2 separate regions of the Hordeum vulgare genome follow, and region 2 is linked to region 1. A link is a contact called in public Hi-C data. All regions are on one chromosome and are shown on one strand. Each heading gives the region's core, a stretch centred on a gene start, on an enhancer-like site or on the middle of the called end of the contact. The rest is flanking DNA. Distances are from core to core; before and after follow the strand shown.

Evidence for each region. A called contact is a pair of places that touch in the nucleus more often than the background predicts.
Region 2: a contact with region 1 is called in a Hi-C map of leaf, with 1.9 times the contacts expected there. The contact joins the promoter of LOC123445119 here to the promoter of LOC123445117 in region 1. A contact is called at or near these places in 5 of 6 Hi-C or Micro-C datasets (leaf, seedling and an unstated tissue) and 1 of 1 datasets of contacts at active chromatin or transcription factors (embryo).

The regions. Positions count from the first base shown.
Region 1 is chr3H:563,914,068-563,919,195 of MorexV3_pseudomolecules_assembly, forward strand. LOC123445117 (probable methyltransferase PMT26) reads left to right here and starts at 3,164. Exons shown (of 9, transcript XM_045122051.1): 1 at 3,164-3,392; 2 at 3,891-5,038. The coding sequence starts at 4,004.
Region 2 is chr3H:564,116,987-564,121,541 of MorexV3_pseudomolecules_assembly, forward strand. It overlaps LOC123445119 (ubinuclein-1-like), which reads right to left and starts at 2,846. Exons shown (of 13, transcript XM_045122053.1): 1 at 2,206-2,846; 2 at 1,772-1,858; 3 at 1,606-1,698; 4 at 926-1,002. The coding sequence starts at 2,520.

The DNA of each region.
Region 1 (5,128 bases), core at 1,914-4,413:
TGACCACCCTTGTCGTTTCTCTTCAAGATGATGGGAGCAAGGACACGGATGACACTTGGGTCAAGCGCAAGTTCATGAAAGCCATCATTCCTTTCAACAAAGGTGTGTCCTCCATAATCCGTCAAAGGCCGGACTTCCACACCTTGTCTTCAAGTGAAGTGTTGGACGAGTTCATTTTGAAGCGGCTGGTCGGTCCTTTGCATGGCCTGGTCGCGATTATATAAGTTGCGCTCTGGCGCTGTTCACATTGCACCCTCCTCCTCCCCATCTCCCCGCACATCTCCCTCCACATGTCCGGTGATGGGCAAAACTGGCGACTGTTCTAGCGCGGGCTCTCGCGGATCATGGCAACGCCACCCTTGAACTCCGAGATCGTTGTCCTCATTGGTGGGCGGCTCCTCGACAGAGGCGGATATTGTCATCTCCTCTCGCGATGAGGAGGACTAGCCTCCGCCACAACAACAGTCCATGCCAGCAGCGATAGGCCAGTTGTACTCCGCCATCGACACGGAGTCGAGGAGAAAATGGATCCGATGCTCCGTCGTTTCATGCTCTACCTCAACGGTCCGGCTCCACCATCGGGGACGCTCCTCCCCATAAAGTTGAAGCCGGCATCCCCACCGCGCTCTCCATCGCACAACCGCACCGTCCAAATCAGATGTCACATGAAGGAATAACGCATCTCGCTGCCGCCAATGTGCGTGAAGGAGGGGAAACTCTCCTCGTCGCCTCGACGCGTGAAGGATGAGCGGCTCTCTCCACCTCCTCGGTGCGTCAAGGAGGAGTGTCTCTCTCCGCCCTAGCGCGTCAAGGCGGAGCGCAGCTCGTCGCAGCCCCGTGCCAAACGCCTTCAACACTATCTCAACGGCGATGGCAGTGACAACTCTTCATCGTCCTCGAGCACCATAATAGCGCACGAGTACAAAGATAGGGGGCCGTGCCTGCAAGACAAGCGCAACGCGACGCACCGGTTGGAGTTCGCTGACTCGGACGACCCACTACCACACAATGTGGCGGGCGAGGAGCCGGCGAACATGCGGCCTCTTGACAACCCCGTGACAACGACAGAGACGAGCAAACGGTTCTACGGGGAGATTGCCAAGCACAACGAGGATTGGTCTCGCGCCAAGATCACTGCCGCCAATGCCACCTCATCCAAGGTCCGCCGGCCTCTCCCCTTCCTGCCCATGTTGTAAGCGGCGAGGCCATCATGCGCACGGTGCAGGAGGAAGCCCTGTCCTAACTCCGCCACCTTCCGCCGCCCCGAGCCCGACGATGACAACTCCGACGACAGAGCGGACGATGATGACAGAGGAGGAGCCACCGACCAACCAGGCATGGTGTATGAGGTCACCATCAAGTATAGGGTAGTTTAGGGTTTTAGTTTAAGGTTTTTAGTTCACCAGATGGAATATCGTTTGGTTTTATGTACAGATTATCCTATTTCAAATGAAATAGGTCGTGTTTATATCAAAATTCGCTAGGTTCACACGAATTTTGTTCGTTTGGTTCGAATTGTTGTTAAAATGTATGCGGCTATGGTTAGATGGCATCCTCCCTCATCCGTGTCTACGCACTGATCCCCCTGTCCGTGGACGGATGCGGGAGGAAATTTGAGGGTTGTCGATGGACATGCCCTTACATGTTGCTTATTGTGATGAAATAATTTTTTTTTGAATGAAATGCTATTGAATGTTCCTATGGATTGTGGGTATGGGTTTCCGTGAGAATGAAAACCCACAAAACTCTCATTCCTCTCCCTCCCACGCATAGACGATTAGGGTCCCCTTGCCTCCCATCGCGGTGGCCGCCGATCGGCCTCGCTTCTGTTGCCTGCAGGCCATGGAAGCGGGGTGGATCTCGTCCCTCGTTGATGGGAGGGCTCCATTTTCCTGCTTTTAGGGTTAAGGTTTGGTGGGATAACACTCAAATGATGGCGGCGACATCTTGTTTAATATGGTCTTCCCGGCTTCAGCCTCATCTTGGCGGCGATGTCGAGAAGATTGTGGGAGTTGTGTGGTTCTTGAGGACTTCTTCTGGCTATGTGGATATCCTGATCATCAATGAGCTTCATAAACGATTCTTCCTCCTTCATCTCCGGAAAGATGTGGTCTTCTTACCCGTTCGACGACTTCCCGCCCGCATCCAACTACGTCAGGCCGACTCAAGAAGGAGCGGTAGTGCGGCACGCTGCCGACATGGTCTAGAGGTTGAAGACGAAGGGCATCTCAAGGATTTCATTATAGTTTTCATTTTTGTTGAGGTGCTTTGTACTGTCCGATGTTTCTTTTAATGCGAGGGTCCTATTCGCAAAAAAACTCGTGCGAGGACGAGGATGGATTTTTTTATCCTCGCGGATGGGGGCATGGACAGAGATATGCATGAAGAGACTGTCACGAGGACAATGATGAGAGTCTAATACATGCCTAGATAATCCCCATTGCCAACTTGACCGAGTATCGAATAAGGAAAACAACGATGGCGGAGCCTTCCATTCACATACTTTTCAAGATGGCATGGAGTCCATGCACGTGGGATGCCACCCTTCCATGAACAACGGCGACAGTCATTTGAGTACAAAGGGCAAAGGCAGAAGTGAAAGGGTCAAACTCCTCTATCGGGGAAAGACAGTAAGATCTTTTTAAAAAAAAATCACTTGTTTGAAACATCTAAAATGTAGAAATGGCTACAAGAAGCATTTTTGTCCAACATTGATGTTTTTTAATTGGTCGACAATATGTCGCTAGATTATGGTTCGCGGACATCTCATCTGTAATGGGATCAACATGATTTATTGGTATTATCAAATAATATAATTAATTTGAATGTGTGTGTGTCCTGGGTTATACATTTTGAAAGAAAAAATCAGAATATTTTGGAATAGATATATATATTTTTCTTCTTATTGAAATAGAGGCAAAAGACATATGAGAATGAGTTTATCTTTCATAGATTTTTTTTTAGTGTTGATTGATATAATCATGCTTTTTTTTAACACTTGATATAATCATGCTTCACTTACTCCGAGCGTGAGTAGACAAAAGTACACGTACTGGCTTGTCACAATAATGCGAGCCCGAGAGGGCAAATCTGCAAAAGATGGCAGCTCATGAGAATCCCACATTTTTAGTCAAGATTCTCGCACTAATTTAACCCGTGCGTACGGCCATCGCCACTGCCCCCATCCATCTCCTTCGCTCGCTCGCACTGTCACACACACGACACACTCCACTGCCTGCCCTCGCTCCTCCCCCTCCCCCTCCCGCACGCTAGCTGGAGGCCAGCCCTTTATAACCCGGCGAGGCCACGCTGCGGATCCAAGCACTCCTCGATCCCCTCGCCCCCTCCTCGAGATCCGCTCGGAGCCGCGCCCCAGCTCCCCGGCCGGCGAGGTACGAACCCACCGACCGACTCCGCATTGCCCGCCTCCCCCTCTTCCCGCCCGCCGGAGCGGATCTAGCTCGAGCTTGTCCGTCCGTCTGATTGGGTGGTGGTCTAGTGCACCGCTGTGCTATGGCGTCCGCTACTAGTTGTGTTAGATTGCGACCCAGCTCGGAGCCAGCTCTGCCCACAGATCCGATTGCGATTCGCGCAAGGGAATAGGGGGATTTGCCTGATTTTTTCCTTCATTAATGCACGCGCTTTGCATCCATGTTTGCATGCTTGCCGATAGAAGGGGATTTGCTTGCCTTTTTCATGGCTTTCCTCTTGGGAAGCGTCGCCTTGGTAGGGAACATGATACGGAAACGACACGCCTTTTTGGGAGTTATATCATTGAGTTTTGTAATGCTCTGCGGATCCGGTGCTTCCTTCTTTAGATCTGGTGGTTTGGTTGGTAGTATAAATTTCTAGTGCTCCGGGCTCTAACGATGTAGTTTAATTTGCTTTAGGTGCGCGCGGTGTGTGGCAGGAAGCAGCAAAGCTCTGCAACCTTTGGTGGATCGAGCTGATATAAACAGGCCGCGTGCAGCGGGGTGGTCCTGTACATGTGCTAGTGGGACTGATGGCATTCGGCCGAGGCGGGAAGATGGACGGCAGGCGGCCCTCGTCGCCGTCTTCGTCGTTGTGCACGACGACCACCGTCGTGGTGTTTGTGGCGCTCTGCGTGGTGGGCGCCTGGATGATGACGTCGTCCACCGTCTTCCCGGTAGAGCCGACTTCAAACAAGAGGTCGGAGCCACTAGAGGTATCAACATCCAATAAGAAGACGGAGGTCAAGGATCAACGCGCAGAAGTTGGCTTTGGTGAAACCGAGGAGACGGCGACATCCGGCAATGCTGGCTCGGAGAAATTCGAGGACACTGACAATAATGACAATGTTCCAGATGAGTCGCATAGTAACAGGGATGCTCCTGAGGAAGAGAAGTTCACTGAGAACACAATGGAGAAGCCTGTGGAGATGTCTGAAGAAAAGGAACCGCCAAAAGAAAAGGAGGACAGCAAGGATTCCTTTGATGATGCGAATGGAAAATCCGAAGGGCATAGTGCTAAGGAGGGTGGGGAGTCTGGCGATGAGGAGGAGAAGAGCGAGGAGAGGAAAGATAAGGAGACCAACACTGACAATGATGTTGAAAAATCTGATGGAGAGAAGAAGGAAGATCAAGAAGGAAAGTCTGAGGATGATGCAACTGAACAGCCTCAAATCGAGGAGAAAGTGGAAGAAAGTGGAGAGAAGGAACCAGCTGCAAAAGCTAACGAGGTATTTCCTGATGGAGCTCAATCTGAACTTCTCAAGGAGTCGAATACCGAGAATGGGTCATTCCCTACACAGGCCGCAGAGTCAAAGAATGAGAAGGAAGCTCAAGCAGCATCAAAATCTTCAGGTGATGAAATCACCTATAGCTGGAAATTATGTAATAGCAGCGCTGTGACAGATTACATACCTTGCCTTGACAATGAGAAGGCTATCAAGAAGCTTCATTCTACCAAACATTATGAACACCGCGAGAGGCATTGCCCTGAGGAGCCCCCGACTTGCCTTGTCCCACTTCCGGAAGGATATAAGCGCCCCATCGAGTGGCCCAAGAGCAGGGACAAGGTACTTCTGTCTTTTCATGGTGTTTCCATAACACCGAGTAATCTTCGGTTGATCAATATCCCCTTCTTGTGCTTATTATAAGTAACACTA
Region 2 (4,555 bases), core at 1,596-4,095, 200 kb after region 1:
TGTGCTTCGTGTGCAGCGGCGGCGGAAACTGATCTCCCACGACAACGGCGTCTTCCTAAGTGGTCCCTCACTTTTCGAGAGCTCTCCGGGCTGCTGCGGGGTGTCCTGCCAGGACTGTGGTTCCTCCCGGCACGAGGGGATCAGGTTCCCCTCCTGTGGAGACCCTTCTCAGTGCGCGTGAGAGCATTAGCCCCTCTTTCAGTGACTTCACTTGGGTACGCTTCATCCTTCGGGAGTTCTAGCTGTTGCTCGTCTTCGTCCGTCTCGGCATCTCTTCCTTTTCCGTGACCGGACGGTGGGATTCGGTGGTGCTCCGCTCTTGGTGATCTATCCGTGGCTTGTTGGGTGTGCTAGGTTTCTTTCCAGCTGCAGCCTACCGGCGACTATCTCTCATGTTCTAGGGAGAACTATTCCTCTTGTCAACGGTGCAGCGCCTTTCGAGCCAGGCGAGGAGCCATGGGCCTTCTTTGACATTGGAGCTGGGCGGATGTGTCGTGTCGGGGCTTCCGGTGTTTAGACGACGGCGTGCTCTTCCTCGTCATTAGACGTGTTGATCCAGAGTCGGCATTCTCCTTCCCTAATGTTCTCCTTGCGTTGAGGACCACTCCATCTCCGAGCTATGCTTCTCCCTGTCGATCCTTTTGTAGCTTGGTGTGTGTGAGGCTTGTGAGCTGCTTACCAGCGCCTCTGTATCTTGTCGTTTATTTTCTTTTTGTGTTGGTTTCGAGTCTGTAATCCTGGCCGGTTGATGGCTTTGTTAATTCAAAGTCGGGCTCTTCTGGAGCCTTCGTTCCAAAAAAAAAAGATATCATCCTAAAAAAACAGACATCCATAATGATGGCATGGATGTACTCTTACCAGCTAAGAGAAGAAGCGACGGCATGAATTTTCTATCAAATAATAACAAAAAAAAGAGGGACCTTACATCTGTTCCAATGTTCCTTTGTTAACAAAAAAACCGGTGTGCTTAGTCGTCAAATTATCAACTTCAAAATACTCATCCTGCAAGCATAAGGAACATGAAAAGCAATCACCCATCAGCGACAATTCTTTCTCGGTGCATATAATGAATTAGCATTGCAGAAAAAATATTTCAATATGTTAACTTACTAGGATAAATTCTATAAGCCTGACTACCATGAGGTAAACTGAGTCGGTGTAAGTAATTAGACAAAGAATTATCTAATATGCTGTGAATATTCAGTCAATTGTTTCCAGACATACAAGTCACATTATGTGTATACACTATACAAAGAATGAACTACTGCTGCAATGCTGGAAGGGTCATGGAGTTGTCAACTCAAACTAATAAAATAATGTTTTCATCCTAGCACTAAACTAAGAGTTCAGGCAGATACAACAGATAGCAAAAACGGAGTGCATAATTACGATGAAGATGGGAATGGGATCGACGTTGTCAGCAAGCAAAGAGTTTGATTTATTAGCAATATTATATCATCTCTGCATGATTACACAACAATATACAGAGCAGGTAGAAGTTTATTGGTGCAGTACACATCAATCAGATCAGAAAAGATACAGAAGAACCATATGGTCGTTCTCATATGTATATAAGATAAGGCTAAGTAGAATTGAGCAACCAACCAATTCAGCGTCATCAATAAAAGAATCATCAGTGTCATATTGATCGTCGTCCGGTACATCACCAAGATCTTCTTCATCGCTGCTATGTTTACCCTGGCAATTTGAATAGAGTCATAACTCAGTGCATGGACAATTTGGAGTGAAATAATGTCATTATTCGTTTTACCATGTAAAGGCGCTCAATTTTCTCGATAACGGCATTGAACCGATTTGGCTGTGCTGGATCTTCTGGGTCATTTTCTGCAGGGTGTGCCTGATTTTGAATAGTATAATAAACTCGATGTTAAACACACAGAGCACTCCTCGTATGTTCAGCATGCACTATCTGAAACCAAAATGCTTGGTGAAGAGCAATGTATGTGGAATGATAAGGTTGTGGCATGACCAACTACTACAAGAATTACAAAGACAGAAGGAAATGATACTGAACTACTGAAATATCGCACACTTGGCTTCTAGTGCCCTTGCAGCTATTTTGACAGAGAAAACGAGCACACCGATGCAATTATGCATCTAGCCGCAGGTCAAATCTGCGCAGCAAACTATCACACCCAAATCAATCGACAGACAGACAACACCCAAAGCAGGAGCACTGCTTACCGCAGCGGGCGGGCCCGGTTGTGCAGCAACGGCAGGCTCCGCCGGCACCACTGCCAGCGGCTGCGAAGGTGCGGCCGCCGCGTGCCCGGCCTCCTTCAGCAGCTTCTTCCACGACACAATGGTGGTCTCACCGGGCCGGAGCTCCACGGAGAACACCTGCCTGCGGCACCCCGCCGCGGCTCCCGCGACCGCGGCGGCAGGCGGCTGCTGCGCGGCGAGAGGCTGCGGGGCCGCGGCAGCGGAGGGCGCGGCGGCCGTAACCCTAGCGACGGCGGGCGCGGCGGAGGAGGAGGGGGCGGCGACGGGGCCTTCCATCGCGACGCGGGGAGGCGGGGACGGTGTCGGGAGGTCACAGCATTAGATCGAGCCGCGGCGACAGACGGCTAGGGTTTTGGAGGGTTGGGTGTCACGGGGCGGAGGAGCGAGGAGTGAAGGGAGACGAGAGCGCCCACGGTTTCGCGTGGGGAGAGGATTAAAGGAGGCGAGGAGAGGAGGAGGCCGTCGGATTCGGTCGGGGAGAAGGCGGCGGGTGGCGCGGGGATGGGAGCGAATGCGGACGGCGACGCGCGGCGGGGCGGGGTGTGGGATAACCGCCGAGTCGTGTAGCTTTCTCGTCGCCGTTGGCTCGCGGTCTCGCCGCCGTCGGCTCGTGGTTTTAGAGGAGGGAGCCGCGCCTGGGCTTTGGACCTGTTTTTCCTTCCTTGACCTGCTTTACGGCATGCTCGGTCCACATTTGCTATAGCATTTAAAGTTGCACCGGCCCATGGTTTTGGGCCAACGTTTCTAGCCCGTGCTAGCCGTGTTAGGGAACCCTTTTCGTTGTCAAGGATAGATTTGACTTACCACCCCTCGGAAAAAGGATAAATTTATAACGTAATCACCCTGTTGGAGGTGCAGTTTGTATTTTTTTAAGACCGTACACACGAGCCGCTCATATATACATACATACATTCATTTCTATAAATATACACATACATATTCTATTTCTATGAACACCTTCAAAAGATTAGACGGACACATCATGTTGACAATGACGAAGTTACCACAAATGTCTTCATAGTGGACGGAAACACTGTTTCCTCTCACTATATGCACGTCATCAAAAGTTCTAAAATAAATCAAAAAAAAAAATACGAGCACCATGTAAAGTTTAGGACTTGAAACTTGATGGATTAAGACACCTCTGTTTTTCTAACCATCCAACCACGGATTGATTTACAATGCAGTTCACATTTTAGCACGAGATAGTGGCATAGATCCATTTACACAAACAATAAAGTTATATACTCCCTCTGTTGACAAATATAATATGTTTTGATACTTCAGTGTGGACTATATACGCTCTAAAATGAGTGAACAAATGTATACCTAATGACTAAACAAATCTATACCTACTAAATATAGTGTATCAAATAGAAGACATGGCCTTGTAAAATCTTGAACTAAGTGTTTTTTGTTGCAACGCACAAGTCCTTTTGCTAATACAATAAAATTTGTCTATATACATCTGATTCGGTAAAAAGTTATATCATCTTATATTTGTGAAAGGTGCGAGTACAAAAACATTTGTGCAATTCATACTAAACTTTAAACTTTGTAAGAAGTTTATTTGCACGTGTAGCACCATAGCGGACGGCTAAAAGTGTACTAATAATGTCAAAGAAGGTAGGGTAGACTAAACTTGATATGAGGGAGTCCGTAAAAAGAAATCTGAAGCATTGAAGTATCATCAAAGAACTAGCCATAAACAGGGGTCTCTGGAAGCATGCTATACATGTGTGAGAACCATGAAGTGATTGCGAGATCTTATGAGTTTTAAATCTAGCCTACCCTATTTGTTTAGGACTAAAGATTTTAGTGGTGGTGGTGGCGTTGTTGTTGTTGTTGTTGTTGTTGTTTGACTAGTCTTAGTTGGCTCTCGTTTTATATCTCTCCACGCTCGTGAGAAACTTTTAGTCATTAAAGAAATCATATAATACATTGAACCAGTTTTAGAGTGATGTTGCATGTTCAAAAATCTCAAGGAGTTCTAAAAATAAGGACCTTAGAGCATCTCCAACAGCCGCGCTATACTAGCGTCACGCCGCAAAAAAGGCAATTATAGCGCGCGCGCAACGCGGCGGACAGCTCCAGCGGGCGCGCAAAAACCACGCGCGCGCTAAAACGAGTTGGACGCGCTGGCTATAGCCTCATCCCGTGTTTTGTATTTCGGGCGTCCACTTCCGCGCGCGGCAGACTCGAGCGCGCGCGCGAACTCGCCCTTTTCTTCCTCCTTTGCACCCGCGCGCGCCGGCGCCAGCGCCCCTGCCACCATGGACGCGCACACCGACACCCCGCTGACCTCGTTGTA